3 separate regions of the Pan troglodytes genome follow, and all the other regions are linked to region 1. A link is a contact called in public Hi-C data. All regions are on one chromosome and are shown on one strand. The core of a region is the stretch at or near the end of the contact, and the rest is flanking DNA. Distances in the headings are between cores, read along the strand shown. Region 1 overlaps TEAD1 (TEA domain transcription factor 1). Region 2 has its middle 130 kb from the start of TEAD1. Region 3 overlaps PARVA (parvin alpha).

Region 1 (2,700 bases), core at 135-2,634:
AAATGTCCATTTTCTCTTTGTTTTGCTATAATCCCTCCAGTTATTCTTCATAGCAGTTGCAAATAATAATAAAGGTGAATGCAACCCTCGAAAGTCAACCATTCACTTGCAAAGAGCTTCTGAGATACCCGGGGGGAGTTAATAAAGGACTTTCGTCTTCCTTCAAAGCTGCTCTATGAGGTCACTTTGTTTCCTGGTCCCTGCTGCTCTTTGCTGCTTAGGGAGCCTGCAGTGAGGAGTGATGAACACCTGGACTGTGGTGTCAGATGGGATCTGGGTTTGAATCCGAGCAGTAGCACCACTTCCTAACTGAGTCATCCAGGGCAAGTGATTATAGCCCTCTCTCTCTGCTGCAGTTTCCACAGCCATAGTGGAAATATGTATACTTAGTAGAACTATAATGCAGGAATAATAATAGTACCTACTGTACTGGAGTGTCAAGAATATTAAATGAGATAATGCAAGGAAAACACATAACACTGTACATAGCACGTAATTTGCTGCTGTTATTACTTTCCGGAAGAATCATGATGTTTCTTTACTTTGGACGAAAATAATGTGAAATCAATACTGTCCCTCTGATAACAAAAACCTGGACATACTAAAACTTAAAGCATAAATGAAGACAGGGAAAGTTTCATACTCATTAAGGCGATTCTGTTCTGATGTTACCATCGGTGCTAGGGTAGTGGCAGTGTGGGGAAGCCTTGTGGGGTCTGGCGTCCGCATTTCCCTCAGGCACACAGTACCCTCTCCAGATACCTGCTTCCTACCTTCCTCTAAGGCATGCAAAGTCTGTTCCCAAAAGTGGAGTGGGGACAGCCTAGGAGGCTGTCCATCACTGTAGATGAAACAAACCACAACAGTACAACTTCCAACAGTGGTCACTGGGGCTTTTTTCTCTTTTTTTTAAAAGGACTGCCAATACATTCTAGATGTATTGAATCTAGATGTATTGAACTGATGAAGGCAGTTCAATCTTTGTGGAAAAGGAAGAAAAAGCCCTACAAATCTGCTAGTCCTCAGCATCTGCGAGGTGCCCTCAGACACACCGGGTCCTGCACTGCACCGTCCAACCTGAAGATGGCAGTCTTTTCCTAAATTTGTTCCAAAAATTCTAAGTATTTGAAGAACGTAGTGAAACCTTGAAAAATGACTGCTGTCAAATAATACCAAGAAAAAAATTATAATCCACTTAGGAATTTAAAGAAATCAAGACAAATAACTCATGTCAAGGGATGCTAATGTACAAGCTGGAACAGAACAAGGACAAATCGCCTACATTTACTTCTTGTCACGGTCCTGCCTGGAATGTCTGTCCACCTACCCCCCAGGGCAGGCTGGGCAGCCTGCGGTGGCCCCTGGGGGGACAGGGAATGGCTGCGGAGCCAAGCCAAGACAGGTTCCCGCACATTCAGCCCAGGAGCTTGCCTGTGCTCACGGTTCCTGCCCAGGAGAAAGTGAATCTGAAGTGGGTTCTCTCCTCAGCTCACTGTTCAGGGCACCAGCCCTGTTCTGGCCACTTGGCCCTGATATGCCACTTCATCCCATGCCCCTTGTTCTTCCCAGAGAGAAACATCATTGGAAACAAGGAGCAAGTGAATGCCTCCTTCCAGGATCTCACACCGAGATGCATCCTTCCCACCTCCCACTCCCAGCACCATCTCCACAGAGGGGCTGCTGCTTCCTCAGACAGGAGTGTGTCTTCCCCACAGAAGTGCAGCTGAAAGGCCCACCGACTGAGTGAGCAACCAGGAAGGTGCGTGGGGTGCGGACCTGCCAAAGAAAGCAGAGGGGGCCTGACTGGGGCCTCTGTGAAATGTCTATAGAACCCGGATTTCCAGACGCTTTCAGTGGCCTCCTTCCCAAAGGGTAATGAAGAAACAGGGGAAGTGGCCAGAGCATCTTAGAAACACAGTACAATGTCTGCTGCCACAAGAGAGTGTGCCCTGGGCCTGGAGGGGCTCGCAGGTGGCTCGGCAAGGGCTCAGGATTGTAAGGGGCATGGGGGTGCTCCACACTGAGCCATCATCTCCTTCCCCGGGAGACACTCCATCTCCTACGTCCTACTGGAAGACTAGGCTTGGAAAAACATGAGAAAAACCTGAGAGACATTCAAGGACTAAGCATAGCCAACCGTTAGATCAGCTGCAGCCTTCCTCCCCAAACCTGGAAGGCCAAATGTACTTTCCAACCACTTATTCCGAAGCATGAGATGGGAACATTAATGACACCTGGGTTAGAATATCTAGGCTCTGCTATTTTTGAGCTGAGTGGCTTGAGGCAAGTTGCTTAACCTTTCTGGGCCTTGGCTTCCTCATCTGAGCAGTGATGAACCCTAGCCTGTCTACAAGGTCAAATGAAACAGTCAATGTGAAAATTCCGCCCAGGCCACACAGAGCTGCACAGATGCTGGTGACCTGGCTTACTGGCATAAGATCACTTCCAAGCCCTGAATTACAGGAGAGAAGGAGCCTCTTTTCTGAAGGACCAGGAACCAGATTTGTTCAAACAGCCATTCTCCACCCCAAGATGGAGCAACTGCCTCAGCAGCCACTATAAAACTAGGAAGCTTCTCCAGAGACACCGGTGCCCTTCTCTGTCCTGCCCAGGATAAAGGCAAGAACCCTCCTGGCAATCGGGAATTAAAACCTTACTGCTGCTGCTTCTTTTTTATTTTTGTTTATTTATTTTTTTGAG
Region 2 (2,700 bases), core at 95-2,594, 350 kb after region 1:
CATTTCTACCACCTTTGGGGACATCCCTGGGGAGAGGCAGGATATTTGGTTTAAATCCTGGCCCTAAAGCTGCGGCATCCCTGGGCTGGAATGTAGAGTAACAGGGCTGCCCTGAGGAATGAGTGGGAACTTGATCTGCCAAAGGAGACGCTCCACACAGGGGCCACACCTGGGCCGGGGCTCGCTGAGGCTGGTAGTGTGTGCCTCCTCCACAGAGGGCCTCCCTGAGGTTCTCTTAGGGGAGGGAACTATGCCCTGTGCCCTGCTACCTCTGGTTCTATGCTCAGAGTAGCAGGGCATAGGACCCACGCAGGTCTGGGAAGCCTCATAACAATCCAAAGACCCCCTCTTTCCCAAAAGAGCCAGAGGAAATGTGCCATCGTGCAAAGAATGTGGGCGTGGGAATCACACAGACCTGGGTTGGATCCCACCTCCGCCACGTGCAAGCAGTGCAACCTTGAGCAACTCACTCACAACTTCTTGGAGCCTGTTTTATCATCTGTAAAAACAGGAAGTTAATCACACCTACCTCAGAGGGTGCTGTGATGATTAGGGAAAATGCTTACATACAAATAACATTCAAACATGTCAGCAGTTTTAATATCAGCCCCAAGAATGGAGGGAATGGGGGTCAGAGGTCCCTGGAGCCAGCTTTGCCATCAACGGGCTCTGTGACCTTGGGCAAACTCTCTCCCCTCTGCAGTGGTGGGGCTAGATGCGATTATTTCTAAGAACGCTGAGTGTCCCACCTCCAGGATTCTTCTTTCTCTTTTCTTTTCAAGCAGCCCCCGTTCTGGTCTCCGGGAGGCAGGTTCTGAGATGGAGATTTATGAGCAGGTGGCTTACTGGGGAGTGAGCCCAAGAACACCACCAGTGAGGGAGCGGGAGCTCAGGGAGAGGAGCTAGGCTGTGATATGCTGTGAGGGTGGCCTCAACTGCTCCCACCTGGAGCTCTGGGGCTGGAGGGAGGATCTTGAAAGAGCCTCTTCCCTTCAGAGATGTCCAGATGGAAGGAAGAAAGTATATGCACTGACTGTGTGCACCGACCAGTCCTTGGGTGCCCATGCAAGGGCGTGTCATCTTGGAGACAGGCTCACATCTTTCTTCAGCAGGGCCTATCATGCAGTGGGAGGCAGCTGGGGGTGTGGAGGGTAGGGAGAGAGGGAAGAATGAGTGCCTTGGTCCTCAGGGCCACCTGGGCAGGGGGCACCACAGCATCCACTGCACAAGCCCTTCCTGCTTCTAGACTTCTCTAGAGTGGAGATTCAGTCTGCTGGCTTCTCAGTCTTGGACCTGGCCTGCCCTGGCCTTCGCCAGCAGGGGAGAAATCAGTGTCTGTCCACGAATACTCATCCGCTGCCTGCAGCTGCCAGGAATTCTGAAGGCAAAAGCTAAGGAATTCAAAGCATCTATGACTTAGCAGGATTGTTCCCAAACTGCAGACTTCTCCAAAGAGCCTTCTGGATTTCATTGTGAATGCTTCTCTCAGTTCTTAGAACATAGCCAAGGACTCCCGGGCCTCACTTTTCAGGGCTGTCCTCTGGCTGCTGGGGTCAGTGGGCCTTGGTGAGCTTGCCTGGGGAATGCGTGGGTGTTTGGAACCCTTGCCTTCCTGCCTAAAGGTAAGATGTTTGGAAGCTGGAGTCAGACAGTTCTACCCCTTTCTACAGGGTTATTTTGGCCACTCCACTTAACCTATCTGGGCTTCTTTGCTCATCTCTAACATGGACTCGGTACTACCCTCAGAACCTAGGGACGTGGCTTTTCTGGAGGCTAAAAACAGAACATCTTGAGCAGGTAAACATGCTGCCTTCTGGTAAATATGTAGTTTGAGTGGTAGCTACTATCTTTCTATAGATTTTACCTCCTGCCCCATCCCCAATCATAACTGATTGGTCCAGGAGTGGGCATTAAGAATTTATTTGGAGCCTTGTATTGGCATCCTAAGCTATAAAATTTGTACAAGGCTACAATGGCAAGCAGCTTTCCTTGTAATATTCCTACCTCCCTCCCACTCTACCACAGACATCACTAGTCAAAAGGCATTGGGGAGAGTGCTGGGTTGATTAGTAATGTCTGCCATAGATATGTGAGGAGCAGAGGAAGCATGGTACTATTTGCCAACCCTGGCCTAAGGCTTGCAGGAATAACAGTAGCACTAAGAACCCCTACTGCTGTGGAGCTTTCAGGTTTACAGAGTGTCCATAGCCACACTATTGTTGAGCCTCTTCACCAGCCCTGGGTTGTGGAGTGGCCCTCCTCGGTGTGGGATGATTACCCTCATAGTTGGAGCATAGGTTCAGGAGAGAGGCCTGAAGATGGCAGGGTGGGAGACACTTCTGAGCCAGGCAAAATCAAACCAGGATTCAACAAGTGACAAGCCCCCCTTACATCCTCACTACCGACGGAGAGGCTCAGAGGTACAGTGACTTGCCCAGTATCAGACAGCTAGCAAATGCCAGGCTTGAACATAGGCCCTTTGCCCCTAAATCAAAGTTTTCAGGGGTTCTGGCTGTCCTAATAAAATGTGCTTGCACTCTCTCCCCTGGGCTTCCCCTGAGTCGTGTCTCTAGCAGTGTAACCTGACTGCAGATTTTCACATTGGGAAAATCCAAGAGAAGAAACTTGCTGCATGTGACTTGTTTTCTCTCAGTCCCTGGAATTCGATTTTGTAAAATGACCTCATAGGCTTATTATAAA
Region 3 (2,700 bases), core at 182-2,681, 480 kb after region 1:
AAGATTGGCAACTATTTTATATCCTTTTGAGGCATGTTTGGGTGATTGGAAAGGGTTCAGATCTTGAAGCTGGAGAGAATCTGATTTCTAGCCTTAACAAATCATGCAATGTTCCCGGGCCTCAATTTCCTCATCTATGAAATGGAGATAATATCTTTGTGGCAGAATGGGCAGAGATTATCCTGGCCTAATTCCCCTTGTATGCCCAAAGACAAATGCCTGGCACAGGCAGACACCTGCATCCCAATGCCTGGCACAGAGTTGGCACCCCATGCACAAGAGCTATTGTTATTATTACTGTTAATAACACAAACAACAAAAAAACAAAACAGTGGATGTTACTGACCAGAGCAATTTCTAATTCCAGCTTCATTATTTCAAATTAACTCAGCTGTTTTCCCCTCTTCTTATAGAATTCAAAAAAAAGCCCTGAGATTTTGACTCCAACTTCTCAGTGATACTTTTGGCCTTAGGAATATCTATTAAGAGTTTGCGATCCAAGGAGAACTATTAACACTGGCGTGGAAAGGGAAATTAGGAAGTCTGAATGAAGTAAAGGTCTGCTTGCACATATAACAAGACCATTTTTCCTGCAAATATTATTTCTTGGCTCTCAGGATCTTTTGTCCCTTTCTCTGTAGGCTGGGACCTCTGGGGCAAAGGACAGTGAGGGGCCCACACATGTTTGAAGAACAGGCTGGTACATCCTGTCTTTGCTACAGAGCCTGGCACATCGGTAGCAAAACAGACCTCTCTTTTGACACACTTTCTTTGAGGATTCTGCCAGACCCAGGCTTGCTGCTGAAGCCACCACTGAGCCTTCCTCTAGGCCTGGGCTGGTGAACTGCATCCCGGAGCCCCCTGGTGGCCCTTTCCATACTCACACCTCATTCCCACACCCTCTGGGGCAGGGAGAAAACGGCCTTAAAAGATCCACCCAAGGGTTAATCTCTGGTATCCATCATCCACTGGGGCAGCCCATTTTCTTAGGATGAAGGCAACATGCTCTGTGTTAAAGATGGTATAGAAATGGCAGCTTTCTCTAACATCAAGAGTCACTCATTAAGCATCTCTTAAGCACCTACTGTGTGCCAGGCTCACGCTGGACATGAGGAATAGAGGATTATGACTCAGCTCCTGCTCTTAAGAAGCTTCCAGTGTACAGGAAGAGGCGGACATGAGAGCTGAGAAGGACAATAGAGAGATGTGCCCAGGGAACCCTAGGGACAGTGTTAGTCTCTGTGAGGAAAGTGGGAACTGCATCAGGGAGGAAGGATAAGTTAAACTGGATCTTAGAGTCTTTGCACAGAGATTAGAAAGAAACTAGGCAGGCAGAGAAAGGAGGGAAGGCATTCCTGGGGGATGAGTCGATATGCCTCAATGCCCGGACCTATTAGGGGAATGCTGAGACGCTGGGGGTGCCTGCAGCAGGAAGGAGTGATAAAGCAGGCTGGTGATGTGGGCAGGGCTTGGAGTGAGAAGGACCTCGTAGGTCACACCAGGGAGTGTAGACTTGATCTTCTCCACTGATTTTTCAAACCATGTTTTTAGACTCCCCATAAACATCTGATTCTAATTTCATGGATGCTGAGACCAAGGGAAAACTGGAGTGGTCATCCATAAGCCGCTAACTTTACATTTCTATGTTCAATTCCGTCTAACCATGAGAAGAATATCAGATAAATTCTAGTAGAGGGGCATCCTACAAAACACCTGACCAGTACTCCTAAAAAGTGTCGAGGCCATCAAAAACAAGGAAAGTAAAAAAGCTATTATAGCCAAGAGGAACCTAGGGAGGCGTGACAACCTAATGTACTATGGTACCTTCCCTGGTGGAACCTTGGAACAGAAAAAGAAATCTATTAGGGAAAAACTAAGGAGTTTTGAATAAAGTATGAACTTTAGTTGATGATTATGTATTAATATTGGTTCATTAATTATAATAAATGTACCATACCAACGTACAATGTTGACAATAGGGGAACTGGGTACAGGGCATATGGGAACTCTCTGCACTATCCCACAATTTCTTGTAAATCTAAAACTGTTCTATTAGGTTGGTGCAAAGGTAATTGTGGTTTTTACCATTAAAATGGCAAAGATCGCAATTACCTTTGCAGCAACCTAATAAAAAGTGAAATCTGTTTTTAAAAATCCTTTGTTCATCCAAACAGCCAAATTATTGTCACTGATGGGCTTTATAACTGTTATAAGTTAGAACTTAGAAAATTAACTTGTGCTCTAGTAACATTAGCTAACATTTATTTGGTAGCTATACCAGGCCAGGTACTCTGCTAAGTACCATACTTGATCTCCACAACAGCCTCATGAACTAGGGATCGTCAGTATCACACCCCCATTTTACAGCCGAGAAAAGTGAGGTATGGCGAGGTTAGACAGCTTGCCTGAGGTTATACAGGTAAGTGGCAGAGCCTGCATTTGGACCCAGGTCTGTCTGATGCCAGAGTCCAGATGCTTAATGACGAACATTCCATGTGATACTTTATTGAAAAAGAAGGGTCCACACAACTTTCATTTCTTTCTTTCTTTTTAACACTGAAAGCCATAGCTATAGATGGGGTGGGGAGAAGAAGGGATCCTCAGTAGTTTTCCACTGGAGGAGGAACTAGGTCAGAGTTTGGTTTGGGAATGAACATTCTGGCAGCTACAGTGTGAAAGATGGGCTGGCGTAGGCACTGG

Evidence for each region. A called contact is a pair of places that touch in the nucleus more often than the background predicts.
Region 2: a contact with region 1 is called in a Hi-C map of stem cell-derived neural progenitor cells, with 4 times the contacts expected there. The contact joins two enhancer-like sites. A contact is called at or near these places in 2 of 7 Hi-C or Micro-C datasets (blood and stem cell-derived neural progenitor cells).
Region 3: a contact with region 1 is called in a Hi-C map of stem cell-derived neural progenitor cells, with 7 times the contacts expected there. The contact joins two enhancer-like sites. A contact is called at or near these places in 4 of 7 Hi-C or Micro-C datasets (induced pluripotent stem cells, a lymphoblastoid cell line and stem cell-derived neural progenitor cells).

The regions. Positions count from the first base shown.
Region 1 is chr9:17,049,730-17,052,429 of NHGRI_mPanTro3-v2.0_pri, reverse strand. All of the region lies in intron 9 of TEAD1 (TEA domain transcription factor 1), which reads right to left. Among named protein-coding and RNA genes, the nearest start is that of RASSF10, 120 kb to the left of the region's middle. Within about 2 kb of position 1,384, at least 6 of the 24 cell types and tissues checked have an H3K27ac peak or open chromatin away from gene starts, as enhancers often do. A contact at or near this core is called in induced pluripotent stem cells and stem cell-derived neural progenitor cells, where this site is marked.
Region 2 is chr9:16,696,290-16,698,989 of NHGRI_mPanTro3-v2.0_pri, reverse strand. No RefSeq gene overlaps it. Among named protein-coding and RNA genes, the nearest start is that of TEAD1, 130 kb to the left of the region's middle. Within about 2 kb of position 1,344, at least 3 of the 24 cell types and tissues checked have an H3K27ac peak or open chromatin away from gene starts, as enhancers often do. A contact at or near this core is called in stem cell-derived neural progenitor cells, where this site is marked.
Region 3 is chr9:16,567,017-16,569,716 of NHGRI_mPanTro3-v2.0_pri, reverse strand. All of the region lies in intron 1 of PARVA (parvin alpha), which reads right to left. Among named protein-coding and RNA genes, the nearest start is that of PARVA, 35 kb to the right of the region's middle. Within about 2 kb of position 1,431, at least 10 of the 24 cell types and tissues checked have an H3K27ac peak or open chromatin away from gene starts, as enhancers often do. A contact at or near this core is called in induced pluripotent stem cells and stem cell-derived neural progenitor cells, where this site is marked.